2 separate regions of the Canis lupus genome follow, and region 2 is linked to region 1. A link is a contact called in public Hi-C data. All regions are on one chromosome and are shown on one strand. The core of a region is the stretch at or near the end of the contact, and the rest is flanking DNA. Distances in the headings are between cores, read along the strand shown.

What was found. A called contact is a pair of places that touch in the nucleus more often than the background predicts.
Region 2: a contact with region 1 is called in a Hi-C map of skin fibroblasts, with 2.6 times the contacts expected there. The contact joins the promoter of ETV5 here to the enhancer-like site in region 1. A contact is called at or near these places in 2 of 9 Hi-C or Micro-C datasets (amygdala and skin fibroblasts).

Annotation. Positions count from the first base shown.
Region 1 is chr34:18,845,127-18,851,251 of UU_Cfam_GSD_1.0, forward strand. No RefSeq gene overlaps it. Among named protein-coding and RNA genes, the nearest start is that of TRA2B, 21 kb to the left of the region's middle. Within about 2 kb of position 4,410, at least 3 of the 20 cell types and tissues checked have an H3K27ac peak or open chromatin away from gene starts, as enhancers often do.
Region 2 is chr34:18,957,612-18,964,556 of UU_Cfam_GSD_1.0, forward strand. It overlaps ETV5 (ETS translocation variant 5), which reads right to left and starts at 2,798. Exons shown (of 14, transcript XM_038583633.1): 1 at 2,639-2,798.

The DNA.
Region 1 (6,125 bases), core at 3,160-5,659:
AAAATATTTATTTATTTGTGTGTGTGTATTTGAGAGAGACGGAGATTGAGCATGAACGAGGGGGGAGGGGCAGAGGGAGAAGCAGACTCCCCGGTGAACAGGGAACCCCATGTGGGGCTTGATCCCAGGACCCCCAGAATTATGATCTGAGCCAAAGGCAGATGCTCAACTAACTGAGCCCCCAGGCACTACCTCCTTTTAAAAAGTAAGCTCTATGAGCATCATGGGGCTCCAACTTACAACTCTGAGATCAAGGGCCACATATTCTACTACGTGAGCCAGCCAGGCACCCTGGAAGGTTGCAGTTAAAGTTAGCCAGACACCTACTGTCCTCTCCTTCCCTCCTGCCTCTTTCCCTGGCTTCTCTTCAGTAGACACACGTCATCTGAGTGCCTACTATGTCTTAGCTCTGTGTGTAGTGCTGAGAGGTATAGCAGATTGCCCTGGACCTCACAGAGAGCGGGATCTCGGACTAGAAACACAAAGGGTTACACTTCCCGTCTCCACGTACTGATGTCCCTTCTCTAAGTAGTTAGCTTTGTGACTTCAAGTCTTAGTTTTCCGTGTCTCATGGGAAAGTTGGACAAGAAGGTTTTTTCTTCTAGCTCATCTGCCTGACCTTCTGTGGCAGCAGGAAAAGCGTTCTCCTCTTGACCTGGGTCCCCTGGTCGGAATCCCCCAGGTGACTTTGACTCCACAGGGATAGGTTCCCAGCCCTACCTGCAGAGCCTGGTTCCACAGGTCTGGGTTGGGGCCTGGAAGACCATAGTTTTAGTGAGAACTCCTGGGAATTCCAATGCTGGCAGTCCACTGACCGGCGTCCCCTTACCCTTTGGGGACATCTTCTTTGCCCACAGTCTGAGGTGGCTCTGTGGCATGGAGAAAATATTGCAGTATCAGTGGCAGCAATTTAGCCTTTCTTCCTTGGTGCATAATTAAGACATAACTGGTGGCAGGCAAAGCAGCCAAGGAGCACTTTCTCTGCCCCGTAGGTGACTCTGGTCATAGTTCAACAAATGACTAGATGAATGTATAAATGTGGCACATCTCTTCACCCTCCTCTTTTCCCACGCCTCCACCAGATTTCAGAAGCCAGATCGCCCCACACTTCCCAGATAGGCCCTTGGTAAAAAGATGATGCCTTTAACTTATGCTGGTACCCAGTCCTGTTAGGGGCACCAAAGTCTGTAAAACCCAGTGTCAAGTATCCCCAAATCTCATTCTCCACTATAGGAATAACTAACATTTACTAAACACTGAGCAGGTGCCTGGCACTGTGCTGATTGTCTCCATTTTACAGATGAGGAAACTGAGGGAAAGATCTACAAGTAACTTCCCCAAGATCACTAAGGCAGAGCCAGGACTTAAACCCAGGCACTTTGGCTTCAGAGCCATATTCTTTACCACTGTCCTACAGCTGCCTTTAAACTTGGCCCCAGAATGTCAACCCTGAAGTAAAAACAAATCTCAAAGTCAGAATGGTCTTGATCTGAGTGCCTCAAAAGACTCAAACTGCTTTACAAATACAAAAAATAATTTAATCCAAGGAATGATAGACATTTGGCCAATAAGATCTAATCTAAGAACGTGACTTTTGCTATAAAAGATAAAATGCGGTATTTAGTCCCTGGCTGCTAAGCCTGAAGTCACTTGTAGACTGGAATGACACTCTGAGGCCATGATTCTTGTCTTAGCCTGTTGCCTTCTAGCTGTGAGGCACTGGGTGAGTCAATAGACTTACTCAGATTCTTCATTTTAAAAAAGGAGCATGCTGGGGTTAGGTCATGTCTACACTGGGTTCTGCCCTGGGATTCTGGGAATCTATGAGAGGCCATATCACTCTGTAGGCAAGACACAGGTTTTGGAGTGACAGATGAGGGTTTGAGCCGACTTCTGCTGCTTGCTGGCTGAGTCACCTCAGGCAAGTCCCTGATGTTCCTATGTCTATTTGCCAGTCCCTTATTGAGGAACCAAAAATAAACAGTTCAAAACAGTTAATGCTCTGCCCTCGTGAAGCTCATATTCTGGTAGAGGAGACAGATAATGAAAATAGTAGAGAAGTAAAATATATTGTGTGTTAGAAGGTGATAGTGCTATGGAAAACCAGGGCTGGGTGAGTATATGTGGAGAGAGAGTGGGAAGGGGAGGATGTGAGATTTAAGTGAGACAACTGGTAGGCTTCCTGGAGGAAGTGACATCTGAGCACCTTCTGATGGGGGTAAATAATGAGTTTTGTGAATATTCAGGGCAAGAGGCTTTTGGGCAAAGAGAACAGCCAATGTGGCTGGAACAGAGCAAGTGTCAGGGGAAAGTGGGAGGTGAGGCCAGAGCTAATAGAAGATCTGGTCCTGTAAGCCATGGGTTTTTCTTCTGAGAGACACAAAGAGCCATTAGAGGTATGGGCAGATAGGACACGAACGGACTTCAGTTTTTACAGAATCATTGTGACTTCTGTGTTGAAAAGAGACCATGAAAAGGCAAGAGTGGAAACAAGGAGACCAAATTGGCAATAATTCAAATCCAAGAGGACGGTGGCTTGCACCAGGGTGGTAGCAGTGAAGATGGCAAGGGCAGTCTGGCACACAGTAAGTATGTACCAGCCACTTGTTAGTGGTATCTTTTTATTTTTTATTTATTTTTTATTTTTTATTTTTTTTACTTGTTAGTGGTATCTTTGAGGAGTTTCTAGCAAAGGTGAGGTAAAAAGGTTAATGCACGTGAAGTCACAGTGATCAATACAAAACAGAAGGCCATAGATGGTCACATGATCTGTGCTATAGGTGACCAAAGAAGGGTAGGAGAAGGCTTCACGGAGAAGAAAGAGGCCTTGAGGTGGTCCTTGACGATGGCGTCTGGGTGGAGGGAGTGATATAGCCAGTCTGTCTAAATTCTAGAATCAACGTCAGTGAACCAGAGGCTCTTTGGGGAAGTAAGCAAATCCTGGCTCTCCCCTAAGCTATCTGTGGAATCTTGGCAAGACATGTAACCTCTCCAGCCTCAGTCGATTCATATGTTTAAAAAGGTTATCACATCCCTCTCTCCTGGGACTGTTGCAGAGATGAAATGAGGGACACACAGGAGCTGCCTGGCACCGTGTCTGGAACTCCATAAGCCCCCAGTAACGATCAGGCTGGAGTGGCTTGGAGCAGAGTGTGGCTAGCACAGATGTCTCACAGAAAGGCCAGGGGAAGTGATGACAATGAGCACCGTCAGCCATTTCTCCGAGGAAGGGGAAAGAGAACAGGGTTTCTGAGAAGGAAGTGGTGTTTGTGTGTCCCTCACACTGAGTCCATCAGAGCTGATGGAGGGCCCATGCCATCTCTCATCTGGCAGGCACGAACTACTATGCTCTTTGCCTCTCTTAGCTGCGGTTCTCCCAGCCGTGAAGTGAGATGTTGTTTAGATGATTTCTGAGGTTCTATCCAGCACTAACATCTCTTCAGAGCAGGGGGTCTCTTCTTCCTTACAGAGTTCCAAGCCTGCTTTTGCAAATAATGATTTATTGGAACACAGGCACACCATTGTTTACGTGTTGCCTGCGGCTGTGCTCATGATTCAATGACAGAGTTGCATAGTTAGAGACCATATGGCCCACAAAGCCTAAAATATTTATATCTAGCCCTTTAAGGAAAAGCTTGTTGATCCCTGTGGTACAAGATTTCCTAGAGTTGGGGATAGAAGGTTGGTTTTTGTTCTTATCTGCAACTCTTGGCCCAAGTGAGTCTTGAGGGGGTTTCTAGATTCCCAATTCTGCCTCAGGTACTGGACCAAAGGGATCTATCTATCTATCTATCTTTCTTTCTTTCCTTCCTTTTTTTTTTTTTTTTGAAGAAGGGAGCTATTGTAGCTGTCAACCCAGCCAAGATAGCACATTTGGAAATCTCACTATAAAACCACACACAATTTCATGGAGAAAATATGGGACTCCCAAACCCAAGACAAAAAAAAAAAAAAAAAAAAAAAAAAAATGGAATTCTGAGAAGATCTGCCAAGTCACTTGTACCTGGGTACAAATTTACTTCTCTGTGACTGACCTCTCTCCCAAGGCACTTGAATCTGGGTATTTATTTATTTATTTATTTATGATTTACTTATTCATTTTTGAATCTGGGTTTTATATTCAATTTGTGTCGTGGAGTTTGAATTCTGTAAGGAAGAAGGGGAGAAAAGTGAAGGAGTGTGAGCACGTGGTGAGAGTGTGTGTGTGTGTGTGTGTGTGTGTGTGTGTGTTCATTCTCAGAGGACGGAGCAGGCCTGTCCTTTGGAAGGTCCTGAGGATGGCTCAGGCCTCCCAAGCATATACCTGGTCCCTGACTGTTCCTGGTACATCACGTTGTTTCACAACGCGGCGGAAACTTCTCTGGCACCAAAGTTCGAGGCCACACGAGGCGAGGCCGGGAGTTCTACAGGGGGTTGCGGCTGGCGTCTGGTAACTCGCAGGACTTGACGTGGGGCAGCGCTTGGGCGCCACGCCGCCCTGGGGAGGGATGCGTGTGGCCACGAGGTGGCGCTCCAGCCCTGGGAGTCTGACTGCCCAGCGCGGTCAGGAGGCTGCCGGCTTGGTTACCGCAGGGAACGCAGGCCTCAGAGCCAGCTCTCCCATCAGCTGACACTGGCTGACACTGTCTAATCCCAAAAGGAACCCGGTTCTCTCAGAAATTGAGACACAACAGAACAAGCTTCTTTCCTCCAAAAATCTGCAGAGAAGAATGTCTTTCTTGCCTGAGGGATATTAGCAATCAAAATTAAAGGATGAGGGAGCGACCCAAGGAGACAGGAGGTCATCTTTCATGCTTCTTGTACAGTGTTCTGTTTCCAAACTCACTAAAATTTTAATTTTCTTTTTCTGTTTTCAAAGATAACCATGCTTAGTGCGGACAACTCGGAAAATAGAGAAAATTATTTAAAAAAAAAAAGAAAAGAAAAATCACATAATTTGATTTATCAGCAATAGCAACTGTTAAGATGTGGCACATTTTCTTCCAGTCTTTTCCCAGTGTATTTATGTCATAAAATTAAAATAACATTAAAATAACAAAATGTACCATTTTGCATCTGGCTTTTTCACTGGATATTACATTAGGAGCATTTTTCTATTCTGTTAAACTTCTCCAAAAACATTAATTTTAACAGCAGCATAATATTCTTACAGAAAAGCGTATCAACATTTATTTTACCATTCCTTGGTTTTTGGACATGTGATTTGTTTTTGATTTTTCATTATTATAAATGGCTCAGGATGATCACTGTTTTGTATAAGTTCTTTGTGTCTGTCACATTTTTAAAAAAAGAGTTTATTTATTTATTCATGAGAGACACAGAGAGAGAGAGGCAGAGACACAGGCAGAGGGAGAAGCAGGCTCCATGCAGGGAGCCTGATGCGGGACTCGATCCCAGGTCTCCAGGATCAGGCCCTGGGCTGAAAGTAGGCACCAAACCGCTGAGCCACCTGGGATGCCCTCTGTCACAGTTTTTAAAGCCAAGTGGAATAACAAGGTTAGAGTTTATCTCTGGAGTCTAAAGACAGATCACAACAGATCCAATAGTTAGAAATGGTCTTTGCTGGGGCGCTTGGATGGCTCAGTCATTTAAACATCTGCCTTCAGCTCAGGTTATGATCCCAGGGTCCTGGGATGGAGCCCTACATTGGGCTATCTGCTCCGTGGAGAGCCTGCTTCTCCCTCACCCCCCCTGCTTGCGTTCTCTCTCTCTCTCTCTCTCAAATAAATGAATAAAATCTTTAAAAAACAAACAACAAAAAAAGAGTTTCCCTACTGATTCAGGCAGGGCAACTATTGGTCTAGTTGGTGTCAGAAGGGACTCAGGGTGTGGATTTTGTGGAAGGTGACAGAAGGTGGCTCAGTAGGTGTGTGACCAGCAGCATCTGTTTGGGCCTAGCCCTGGCAGGGCCTGGGATGGTCAAAATGCTCATTTCTAACCAAGGAGGGGAGTGATGATGGAAAGGACTTCAGCCAGAAGGGAAGGGTGGAGAGCCCAGTGCCATGGTGAGGGAGCCTGATGCTGCATGGAGGGCTCAATTGGGGGACTGCCTCGGAGGGCTGCCTGGTGAATGCCATGACCACATGTAGATGGAAGCTGGTCAGGTGAAGGGGGGGTACAGATTC
Region 2 (6,945 bases), core at 1,548-4,047, 110 kb after region 1:
GATACTATATATAGTTCCAGGAATATATCGATCAGAGATATACTTATTTTCACACAACACTCTTTTAAAACCTAATTCTTCTGTCCAAACAGATGTAGTGTCTGTAAAGTCACAAACATTCCTATGGCAACCTAACAGAGATATCTGTGATATCAACTTCTAAAATAAATAAAATAGCTGTGAAAAGTAATGGATCAAGGAAACCAAATTCCACCACACTTATTTTAAATGTATCCCTACCACAGACCTTAAAAGCATTAAAAGCAAAAGATTTTTTTTTTTTTTTTTTTGCTGTAAAGAAAATTCAGTTTGTTTCTTATAGTGAAGCCAATTTCCCCCCAAACTTGCCAAAAGATAAAATTAAACTTGTTTAGGCACTGTCAAGTCTTGGGGCTGGGAAGATAGGTTGAGGGTCAAAATGGAAAGGAGGGGACTTTTTCTAATTCGGGAGGAATAAAGTAACAATTTTAGGAAGGTACTACCATCTTCCCGAACCCTTTGTTTCATTCTCCAAATAGAAATGCAGTGAAATCAGCAGAATAGAGAAAACAGTAATTTCATTTACCCCAGCTCTAAACAGAGCAAAATGCCTAAGGATAATGCTTTTGTTTACCTCCTATACAAATTTTAAATAGGGAACTTCTTCTCAGTGGGCAATTCCGTGCAGCTTGTTTTGCATTTTGTGGATAATATTAAATTTTCTGAAGTAAGGAGGATACAAGAGAACCCTTCACGGCCAACCTCCTCTCAGCACTCTGGCCCAAGGAGTCAGGAATTTTCAAAGTCAAAGAGAAAGGGGGCGAGAAGTAAACTGCACAGTCCATAATTTCCTAGAAAAACACTCCGGCTAGCTTGCCTGCAAGCCTTCCAAACAGCGCTGAACTCCGAATAAAGCCTCCTTCTCAAATGCCACCAACCCCGTCTACACAACCTGAGAAGCATCCGCAGTGAGTGGAGGGACACGAAAATGCGTCCTCTCTAACCTTCCCCATCTGTCAGATTAAATCGTGACCTCAGAAATTCCGTCAGTGTCTAGGAGGGAAGGGGAGCACCGCGAAGGGCTCGGCGGGAGACCTATTTCAGAGCCTCACGATGAACTATGTTGCGACACGCTTCACCACGAGGAAAAAAAAAAATACCTTTTTAAAAATGAAAGACAGAAGCTTTGCCATCAGCGAACCCGAAAGAGGCATCGAGGATTTTTTTAAAGCAAGCTCTCAGAGTTCAAGGGCTAGGAAAATCTTGTTCAAAGTATAGGGTTGGTTGCTTTTTTTTTTTTTTTTAAGCCTAAGGGAGTTTAAGCCACTTCCTTTGTGGTCCCCCCTTCCCGGTGCCCCCAGGAAAACTTTCACGCGGCGCAGCGGCGCGATCGAGGCCCCTCCCCCGCGGCGCGCAGCGGGCCTGGTTTTATGAATGGGAGAGCGAGCCGCGGCCGCCGCAGCAGGTAAAGGCTGTAACTGGATCCCTCGCGCTGGGCCCCATTCACAAAACAAGACACGCTTCCACCCAATTCCCAGCCTTCCCCATTCATGAAAACTCCTTCAGATGCGCCCCCGCCCCCACACCCAACGCACGCCCAGCCTCCGACGCAGGCCCCTCACCCCAGCGATTTCGGAAGAAAGCTCAATGCTTCATTCACAAAAAAGGGAAAGGAGGAAAAAAAAAAAAAAAAAAAAAAAAGCTGCAGGGAGCCGCGAGCCAACGAAAGAAACCCGCTTCATTCATAAAGTCATCCACATTCATAAAACCGAGCCGCGGCGCCCGGCGCTATCAACCGCCCCCAAAGCCCCGCGCCCCCCAAACCTCCAAACATCTCTCCTTGGCACCCCTCCTCAACCGGGAGTTCGGTTCCCTCCGGGGGTCTCCTCTCCTCTGCAAATGCAGACAGATCCCTAACCCAGCGAGAAGCATCTATCCATCCCCCCCCCCCCGCACCCGTTTTCTCCTCCACTATCCCCAGGCCGCTGCTCTGATGCTCCCCGATTTCTCGAGAACCGCGATGCAGCCTGACGCCCTCGGGCTGCTGGGGGTGGGAGTTGGGGGACTGAGTGTCCACTTGCCACAATCTGAAACTTGCAAGGCCTGCGTAAGTTCCTGGCCAAGCCCCAACCCCTCAGGCTGCACATGCCTGTGTCACTTAACCCCTCCTGGTGCTTTGGGGGGCATCACCTCTCAAATATTTCCCTTCAAGCTGCTTCCCGCCCCCTCCTCCCCACTGCAAAGCTCCGCCGGGCGTCTCTTCTCGCGAGCCTCCAAGTCTCCTCCGGGCTCTCAGACCTCCGGAGATTGCAAAGCCCCGCAACTCCGAGCCCCCCCATCTCCACCCGAGAGCCCCCGCACCCCGCGCCCGGGCGCGCCTCCCCGCGACGTGCGGAAACCCGCTCTTGGAGCGCTCCCGAACCGTTAGCCACCCCCACCCTACGCCTCCCACGAACCGAACCGGGCCGGGCCGGGCTGGGCCACGGGAGAGGATGGGGCGGCCGGCCCGGGGAGGGGGGGGGGCGCTCAGTCCAGATAGAAAGTGCACCCGGACTTTGAGGATTCTGAATCAGCCAGTGAACTCTCGCCAGCTGGGCCCTTCGGTCCCGTCCCTGGACACCCCCTCCGAGGCCCCCCTGCCTCCTCGACGCCCCCTCACCTGAGGCAGCCGCTCTCCTCCCGTTGCAGCGGCCCCGGGGCGCAGGCGCGCTCACGCACGCGCGCACCGGGCCTGGGCGCCTGGGCGAATGGCTGGGCCGAACCGCTCCGGGGACGCTGAACCGCTCCGCGCACCAGCGGCTGGACTCTGCGCCGCAGCTGCCAACCAGGCTGGAGCGCTGGCCCGGCCCCCCGGGGCCTGCTGCTCCGCCCGCCGCCATTGGCCGGCGGGCCTAGCTCAGTCTGGTTCTCATTGGCCGGAGGCCGCTCCTGCGCCTGTCCATCACGCCTTGTTTACCCTGTCTGCGGGCAAATCCAGCCAAGCCGCCCCACCAACTCCAGCCCCCATTGGTCAACACCGCGCCCCTCCCCGCCCCCTCAGGGGTCTGTTTTACATAATTTATGCACCGGGGGCCTTCGGCCAATCAGCACAGGCTTGTTTATATAATGAATGTAAGGACGTTTTTCATTCATAAAAAACGCGACCTGAGGGGGAAGCTTAGCTGAGTCAGTGAAGCACTTAAAGGGGCCGAAGCCGCGAAGTGTCGCGTTTACTTCCCTCCTCGCAGCTCTCCCAACTTTCGCCGAGGCAAGGCTCTTCCCCCGTCCCCACTCACCCCTACTTCTCCCCCCCACCCCCTCACCCCCCGCCCGGGTAACGCCACCGCCTGGATGGGCCGCTGGGCGCCAGACGTTCGCAGCTGCAGCACCAAGCAAAGTTATCATTTTAGAATTCAGGCGAGAGGAATTCGTCATTCCACCCAGAAAGAAACTCGCTGACCGACCTGGGCGTTTGGCCCACAGAAACACAGAAAACGGAAACCGAGCCCTCTAATCTTAGTTACCTTTAAGAGAGGCCTTAATTTCCTTTAACCAGGTTTCCAGTGGGGAAGAATAAGCAGGATCTCCCTTTAAAATCTGAGCTCTCAGATTCCAGTTACAATTTTATCCTGGCAGAGCCTAAGGCCCAAGCAAATTCCGTTTTCTCCCCCTGTTTAATTGCATTTTACAACCTCCGCCAGGGTGGGTTCTTGGCCCGAGAAGAGCTGAGAGAGGGGTCGGAGCTCAAAGAAATCCTCTGCGGGGATGGCACCAACCAACCAGTCGACCGACCTAGAAACGTAAATCCCTCCGAAACGGGCCTGCAGCGTTAGACCGCCTGCCTCCCTTCCGGGACTGCTTGTTTTCCATTTAAGCGTTGAATGCAAGATGGTGCATTTGCGAGTTAGATCCCGTGCAGCTGGGAACGGCGAGAAGCTACTCTGCCTGCCAAACGATCGGGCACTAACTGCAATTGCTGAGATTCTTAACAGGGTGTTCCAGGAAACAAATAAATAAGCAATCCTCTCCCCCCTCTGCCCCCTCTACCCCCTTCTGTGAAGGCTGGGCAGCTCTCTGCGCTCCCCCAGGATGCTGGGGTGCCCTGCCATTCCCCCCATGTGCCAGTGGTAGGGAGGAAAGACGCCAAATGCTAGGAGAGAACCCCAGTGAAGGGCGGTCCCAGGGTAGCCAACTGTAGGACTGCCACCACCTCTGCCATGGGGAATGCAGTGTGGATTTTTAGAAAAAAAAAATTTTTTTTAAAAAAAAGATTCTACTTATTCAAGAGAGACAGAGAGGGAGACAGAAGGAGAGGCGGACTCCCCGCAGAGCAGAGAGCCTGATGCAGGACTGGATCCCAGGACCCTGGGATCTGGCCCCTGAGCTGAAAGCAGCTGCCCACCCGCTGAGCCACCCAGGTGCCTCTCATCCCTGTATCTTAAAGAAAGAAGCCTCTTGATTTGTCATTTATAGCCTAAGAAATGCTGGGGTTCACCAAAGGAATGTGGAGTACTCTGGTTGAGTCCAGGACCCAGCAGTGGTCAGGTGTGAGTTATTGGCTTTGGAGAGATTGGGGTGAGCATGAGTTGATGGTGGGGGAAGGTGCTCTGAACTTTCAACAGCAGTTCCATGATACTTAATTTCCTAGTCGAGCATTTTGCTTCTGACCCCAGCTCAAGGACAGTTTTTCCCTTAGTGCCTCTCTTCATTCCCCAGGTAGTGCTATTTCTGTCTGGTACCCTAGTCCTGCTGTGTTTCCACTTGGTTGCTACCAGCCCTGAGGGCTTTTTCTCTCCAGCTAGACTCCCTGCCCAGGTTAGCTCCCCACCCACTTCCTCCCTCAGGGCGGCAGGCCCCAGAGTCTATATGTGGGAGACATAGCATGTGCCTCTGTTGCTCAGCAAACCACCAGGAAATATCACTGGAATCTCAAATGGTGGACAGAACTGGCTGACGTCACAGGGAAGCAGATTTTAGCTTAATATAGCATTAGGTAGGACTTGGGGTTATTTGGAGTGGCCCAGTGAGGGAATGTTCCCACCGGTAATGGGTGTCCTACCATAGGATGCCTTTATGCAGAAAGATTTAGGGATAGTGCAGAGGGACCACTGTACTGGGTGGGACAGATGAACACAGAGGATTGTTCTAGCTCTAAGAGTCTATGATTCTAGAATTTGGAGCTTGTGTTGGACAGGGAGGTCCTTGGACAGGCACTGTACTGTGGTGTAAAATGTGATAGTATAACTCATGATGACCTACCTCGGCAGGCTGACTTCTCCTCCCAGAGTTGGTTCCTTTTTGTTTAGTGTTTCTGATGTCTTTTCTCCACACCTCTTCCTTCTTTTCTTCTGCTTCTCCTTCTTGGTGACTTCTGTCCTCTGCCCATCTTCTCTAGTTATCTTTGCTTTATAAGAGTTAAGGGTCAGGCGCCTAGGTGGCTCAGCTGGCTAAGGCTCTTGATTTCAGCTCAGGTCATGATCTCAGGGTAGTAGGATCCAGCCCGGCATCAGGACGGAGTCTGCTTGTCCCTCTTCCTCTGCTCCTCACCCCCTCCCTATGTGAGCTTTCTCACTCACTCAAATAAATAAATCAATTAAATCTTTTTAAAAAAGAGTTAGGGGCACCTGAGTGGCTTAGTCAGTTAAGCATCTACCTTTGGCTTAGGTCATGATCCCAGGGTCCTGGAAATGAGCTCGATGTCGGGCTCCCTGCTCAGAGGGGAGCCTGCTACCCCCTCTTCTCCCTACTCCTGCTCTCTCTATTGCTATCGCTGTCTCTTTTTCTCAAATGAATAAATAAAATCTTTTTTTTTTTTTAAAAAGAGTTAAGGGTCAGTATTCAGAAGTTCTTTGTCTAGTACACTGAGTCTTTCCTCCTTAGAACATTACTTACATTGGAGCTTTTGTTCAGCATGTGTTCTAATGTACTGTTTCTTCTCTTCCAGGAGAGTAACAGGACTTGAAAAGATAACAAAAAGAGGGACCAGCCCTCTGAAACACTCCTCTAGTGTCAACCTAGCTTTTGTCCTCCAGTGGTAGCAGAACTCAATTATAATAGGATAACTCGCACCTTGTTCTTCAATTTGCAGTGTGTCTTCAGGGAAACAACAGGGAAGGATGGAAAAAACAAGTCCCTTGCCCCACGCCTGAAAACTTCTCTTCCCTTGGAGGGCAGCTTTTAAGGTTTTTCCTAAAATCCCAAAAGCAGATTAAAGTGCAAGGTAGGCAATCCTGCCTCCAGCTGATCACCAAAATAGTGGTGGGAAATGTGTCCGTGTCCTGTTCTTGGTCCCTCACACTGGGAAACTGCCTCCCATTCCTCTGTTAGAACTGTTCTGGTGAGGGTAGCCCTGGGTGGAGGCTGGGTATGGGCTACCCGGCCCCTTCCAGTATAATACGGAGGAAGGGACTTGAGGGCAATGTCAGAAAGGTAAGGAAATGTTTGTTGGTTTGCTTGTTTTGTCTTCAAGGGGGAGATAAAGAACTCCATTTGGCTAGCACCTCTTCCTTTCTAAAATTCAGAAGCAAATACCCTAAAAATGGAAGAGAGGAAAGAAAATTTTTTTTAGATTCAATGTCTCTTTAAACAAACTGGGGCCATATTGCCTTCAGGGTTCCTTATAGCCAGGGAATAATAACAGCTGACATTTACTGAGTGCTTAATATGAGCCAGACACTCTCCCAAACCCTTCACATGTGTTAGCACATTTAGTCCCAACAACAGTCCTCTGAGGGAGGTACTATTATTACCACCTCCACTTTTCACAGATGAGGAATTTTCAGTACTGGAAGGTTCCATATATCACTCCAGGTCACAGAGTCCGCACACAGTGAGAGGGAGAGTGTACCTGAAGGGGCCCCTCCAGAGCCCACCCTTACCCTTGCTGCTGGGCTGCCTCAGCCTCAGGGAAGGAAGCTGAAAGACCTCAGCAAAAGAGCACTTTGCTGCGTCAGGCCGGTTAGGGGATTTGCTTGTACTGACCCACTT